Regions from separate parts of the Pan troglodytes genome. Here region 1 is linked to region 2. Evidence: chromatin contacts called from public Hi-C data. All regions are on one chromosome and are shown on one strand. Each heading gives the region's core, a stretch centred on a gene start, on an enhancer-like site or on the middle of the called end of the contact. The rest is flanking DNA. Distances are from core to core; before and after follow the strand shown.

Region 1 (2,700 bases), core at 193-2,692, 170 kb after region 2:
ATTAAACATATTCTTCCCTTTTTAAAGTGAAACTCAACCACATTGAAAAAGCCACTCTTCTCAAAGAGCAAGTAGGGTCTGACTTAGAATTTGTCTTGGCAAATGATTTGTAAAGATAGATACTGGTCTTTGAATTTAGTGCATCCCTGGAGAGACCCATGTCTTAGCCAGGAAAATTGGCAACAAGCCTTACCTGAGTTGTAATACCTGGTTCCAGTTCCAGATAATTCCCTCACAACCTCAATCCAGCTCTCCCCTTTGTCCTTTTCCTTGAAGCCCTCCTCAGTCTCTACCTTTTCTCATCTCTCAACATTTCTAAATTCTAAAACTTCACCTGCCATGGACCAACTTGATATTGGCAAAGCTCTTCACTTATATGCATGAAGGCTGATAGATTATTGAGATTTACTATATGCTTTAAATTCACTGCTTTTCCTATCCAGCAATTTAGCTGTAGCCCCGGATAAAGGTGATTTGTGTGATCCATCTTGCTTTATGTCTCACTTGACATTCTGCCTTTTTCATGACAGGTTGCTGAATGCTATAAAGCCAGGACTTGTTAAAAAGATCAATAGATTGCCTACCCCCATTGCAGGACTGGTGAGTATGTGGAATTGAGATTTATTTTCCAATATTCCTTTGCTCTAACCTAGGGGTCATGACAGCACCATTTATTACAGTTCTCTCCTGCAATATATATTCCACTTGAATGAGAACGCATTGAATCCATTAAACGAAGAGGTCACTTAAAATGAAAGATTGCAGTCATGCCTAAATGGCATGTTAATCTTTGTTTGTGTTTTTTCCATGAGTGATAAGGACCTTCATTCTCAAAGAGCTAAATTTGTTTTGGGGTGAGAGGCTGATAATTAGGTTGACCCTTGGGGAAGGAATGTGATTTTAATTACGTTTTCTCATTTCAGTTCATCACTGCATTCCCCTAGAATGGAGGGTAGGGGAGGTAGAGAGAAAGAGAATTTTAAAAGAAAACAGTAGTTTTATAATAAATTGCTGTTTTCAATATTATAATCTACTTGGGTTGAAATACCACAATTGTAGACCAACTATCCTGAAGACATACTGGGGCACTAAGGTGGTCTAACGTCATCTGGAGAACTGTTTAAGCAGAATCCTTGCCCTTCTGAACCTATCCACATAAAATCTAAAACTTACATGTTCATATGTGGTTAGAAGCAGAATATTTTTTTCATGCACTGATATGTCTTATAATTCTTGGCAACTGATTTTAATTGCTTCATCGATGTTGCCTTTGTGTAGAAAAAGGAAAGAAGTACAAGATCAGGAAGACAATCAACTCTTAGTTTTGGAAGGAATTGGCATATGTGTGCGTGCGTGCACACGCGCGCACACACACGCACAGAGCAGAGGAAGTATGTAGCTCGGTAATGACTCACTGATTGTTTCCATTGTGATCGCCTTCTGCGCATGTAGTTTTGCAGAAAGCAATGAGAAGAATGTCAAGAATTTAAGCAAGATCCTACGTAGACCTTACTGATTGTTGTTAAAAAGCTTCTTAGCCATATCACGATGACTAATTGAAATTAGATGTGACAAAAAACCAATTGTGTTTGAGAATTGTGGGGGGTCCTTGTAGGAAGGTACATGGTTTCAGCAAGGTGAATGAAATAGATGTTTTCTTTAAGAACTGCTATTTCTGTGGATGCATTTTATTCCCCATATTGGTTGGTAGTGAGCTGGTGATTAGTCGTTAAAAATCTTTCTAATTTTGTTCTTCAGAATCATGTAACCAAATAAGTTAGTTAATATCGAGATAGATACATATATTTGGAAGGAATATATTTGAATAGTTCTATAAAATAAATAATATATAAGTATTATATATCAGTGTATACATATATCAATTATTTTAAAACATTTAGTAAATTCACCTCTTCCAAATGTTAAAGCCAAGGTCTTAATGATCCTGATGAACATCTGTTTGTCCCTAAGCCTATGGCAACTCTGGACCTTGGAGCTCTGGGGTTTAATGTTATAGAAGCAAAATTTGCAGCATAAAACTAAGGAAGGCCCCAGGAAAATCCAGATGAGGAGAAACAAGTCACTCCCAGTCCAGTAGCTAAAGAGAAGAGGGTTTCAAAACCTCAATTTAAAATGGAAATCATAAATAATTTTAGTAAAATTAACTGTTAGGGGCACATGCATTTGTCTTTATATTATTTCCTATCATGGATCAAATGTTGTTTCTCACATATTGCCTCTGTCTTGGAGCATTTGGGCAACTTGATACAAGAAGACAAGGTGACCTCATCTTCTTTCCTTCTATTTATGTTCTTGACTAGTATTCCTCTACTTTCTTTTTTCATTTGGATTTCCTTTTCACTTTGTCCTTGCTATCGCTTTTTTTTTTTTTGCCCCTTTTCAATGAACACCTCCCCCGCTTACCGTCACCCTGTATCATTTATATTTTCTTAACTAATTTATCATCTTTAGTCCAAAAAAATACTTTCTTAAGTAAAGTCACCTAGTAACCCATTCACTAGTGACTCCTGAATCTACAAATCTGGTCAAACTCTTTTCCTTTGCTCCAGTTGCCTTCAGATCAACATTTCCACAAAAACCAGAGCACTTGTGGCCCTGGTGGGAAACAGATCGCCATCCCGCAACCCCCTGTTATGTTCATGTACTTCCAGGGTTCTCGCGTCATGCCTGTGCCTCCCT
Region 2 (2,700 bases), core at 73-2,572:
CAACATGTGGGGATTGCAATTCAGATTATAATTCAAGATGAGATTTGGGTGGGGACACGGAGCCAGATCATATCACTGCCCAAAGCCATATATTGTATTAGTGTACCAGAGTCATTTTGTGGACTGTTTGCTTTGCCATGTTTCTTTATGGAAACAAGGTCATCTTCTGCCCACACGTCTTTAGCCCTTTCCCATGCTTGCCTTCTTTATCTCTTCTTTGTATACTTTTCCCTCCCTCTGTTTTGGACAGCAGGGTGGAGGTGAGGATCAGTGGTCTGTACTCAGCAACTGCTTGTTTGTCAGGTCCAGCTTTGGTCTGTTTACATTCAGTCCCCTTGTTCGTGCCTTTCACAATGATTCTGCTGGATGACTATATCCACCTCATTTTAGGTGAGGAAACTGAGGGACACACTGTAAGTGGGAGTCTGGACAGGACTGGTAAGACAGCTTGGTGTGCAGTTAGGAGCAAATCTGGCGCCAGGCTGTCTGGGCTTGAATCCAACCCTCCCTGTCCACCAGCTCTGTCCCTTGGTTTCCTCATAGGGATGATAACAGTCCTATCTTACAGGGCTGGAATAAGGACTGAGTTAGTCAATTATTTGTAATGCACTTAGAACAGTGCCTGGCACAGCATAAGTGCCACATAAGTGTTTTCAAAGCAAATAAACTAAAGCCTGTCTGACTCCAAAGCTGGTAATGGTGGAATTTGAGGCCTGCTTTTTGTTCCATTCCCCTATTATAGCAGCAGAATTGGACAAAGATTGAACTCGTATTCTGGATGGGGAACAGAGATTTAGAGGCTGAGGCACCCAGGGACCTCCAGCCACCGTCAGAAACCTCTTGTTAGCAGCCATTCTGAAGACGGGAATCCATTAGCTTGAGGTTAGGCCAAGAATACTGAGCTCCTCCGGACCCAGCGCTGGGCTCACGTAGGTCAGAGCTCCCTGGTGGCCTACCAGGGGATACCCAGGCAACAATCTAAAAGGTAGTGTGTGCCCCCTCACCCGCAGGCGGGACCTGGCCTGCCTCTCCCATGCTATCATTCCCGCCTGGTGCTCTCCACACCAGCTCCAGTCTTGCTGGCCCGCTGTGGGCTCCTCCACGGGGAAGCTCATTCCTACCTTAAGGCCTTGGCATCCATCTGGAATTCTTCCCCCAGATTGTTACACAGTTAAATCTCCCTCACTCATGGCACCTCTTCAGGACATTTCCTTACAGACACCTTCCTTGATCGTCACTTGGGCTGTAGTGCAAAACAGAAGGCATGCTCAAGTGGGAGTGGCCAAGGAGAGTTTAAAGGAAGGGTTAGAAAGAAGTGAGCCGGATCGGGAGACCATAATGGGATGGGGAAGCCTTTACCATACCTAGGCCTGGGAGGTTGAGTGGGACAAGAGGAGATGGGGAACCTTCTGGAAACCCCTACCCACCTGCAGGAAGGGACGAGATAAATAAATGCACGTCTCTCTTCAGCTCACTGACCATCTGCCTACCTCCCATTAATGGAACCGGGACTCACAGGTCAGCCTCCCAGCCAAAAGGGGGGAAGGCTATCGGAAATTACCCCGCGCTTTTTCTTTCCAAGTCATTATCTTCTCCTCTTTTATCTTAACAACACCCGCCACAATTATCTTCTTTTGATTTACATGTTTATTGTCTGTCCCGGCCCCCAATTCCGTCTACAATGTAGATACCTCGAGGGCAAGGACTTCCAGGTAGGGTGTGTGTGTGTGTGTGTGTGTGTGTGTGTGTGTGTAGGGTGTGTAGGGTGTGTGTGTGTGTGTGTGTGTTTCCATCTCTACGTCCCCAGCGCCTGGCCCAGTGCCTGACGCATAGTAGGTGCACAGTGACTGTTGGTTGACTGCATCGACAGACTAGGACACAGGTAGCCTTCCTGGAGAAGGAAAAGCTCATCAGGGTCGTTTTTCTTTTTCTTCTTACAAAAAGATCAGGTGGCTGTGTACTTCCCGGCGCCGGGCCAGGGGCTGCCCCGCCTTGCCCCTACCTCTGCGGCCAGGAAGGACTGCAGGTGCTGCGCGGCCAGAGCCCGCGCTTCCTACTGCTCCGGTGCCGCAGCGCCCGCTCCCCCGGGCCCGGGTGCGCCCCCCTGGGCGCGCGTCTCCCATATGATGCCAGACCCATCCGCCCGCCCCTCAGCAGCCGGCGGGGCGCAGGGACGTGCGGGGCGGCCAGCGGATTCCCTCTATCGGGCCGGGTGTGAGCGGGAGGGAGACACGCAGCGCTCGCTCCGGGTTATTTTTAGTCGGTAGCTGTGCTCCCCCTCCCCGGGGGCGGAGCGGCCCGCGAAGGTGGGGAGGAGAAGAAGCTCCCGGCGCCTCCGCGCTCGCTCCCGCGGGTCACTCACGGCGCGTTGGAGCCCGGGCGGCGCTGGGAACAGCTGCCGCGGCGTCCTCTAGCAGCGCGCGGCTCTCCCGGGACCTGCGCCGGCCGGGGGCGGGGAGAGGCGGGGAGGGGAGGCCGGCGGGCGGGAAGGGGCGGGGAGCGCGCTCCTGCGGCGGCGGCGGCGGCGGCGGCGGCGGCGGCCGTCCTCATCCCGGCGCTTGAGAGGACGCGGGGCTGCGCAAATGGCTTGTCCCGCTCTCGGTTTGGAAGCTCTTCAGCCCCTGCAGCCCGAGCCGCCCCCCGAGCCCGCCTTCTCCGAGGCGCAGAAGTGGATTGAGGTAGGTGCGGGTGGCTGGCGGG

The links. A called contact is a pair of places that touch in the nucleus more often than the background predicts.
Region 1: a Hi-C map of stem cell-derived neural progenitor cells shows a contact between it and region 2, with 1.9 times the contacts expected there. The contact joins the enhancer-like site here to the promoter of LIMCH1 in region 2. A contact is called at or near these places in 1 of 7 Hi-C or Micro-C datasets (stem cell-derived neural progenitor cells) and 1 of 1 datasets of contacts at active chromatin or transcription factors (stem cell-derived excitatory neurons).

The regions. Positions count from the first base shown.
Region 1 is chr3:41,846,534-41,849,233 of NHGRI_mPanTro3-v2.0_pri, forward strand. LIMCH1 (LIM and calponin homology domains 1) reads left to right here. Exons shown (of 26, transcript XM_063808788.1): 3 at 531-600. Among named protein-coding and RNA genes, the nearest start is that of LIMCH1, 170 kb to the left of the region's middle. Within about 2 kb of position 1,443, at least 3 of the 24 cell types and tissues checked have an H3K27ac peak or open chromatin away from gene starts, as enhancers often do. A contact at or near this core is called in stem cell-derived neural progenitor cells, where this site is marked.
Region 2 is chr3:41,680,937-41,683,636 of NHGRI_mPanTro3-v2.0_pri, forward strand. It overlaps LIMCH1 (LIM and calponin homology domains 1), which reads left to right and starts at 1,323. Exons shown (of 26, transcript XM_063808788.1): 1 at 1,323-1,518.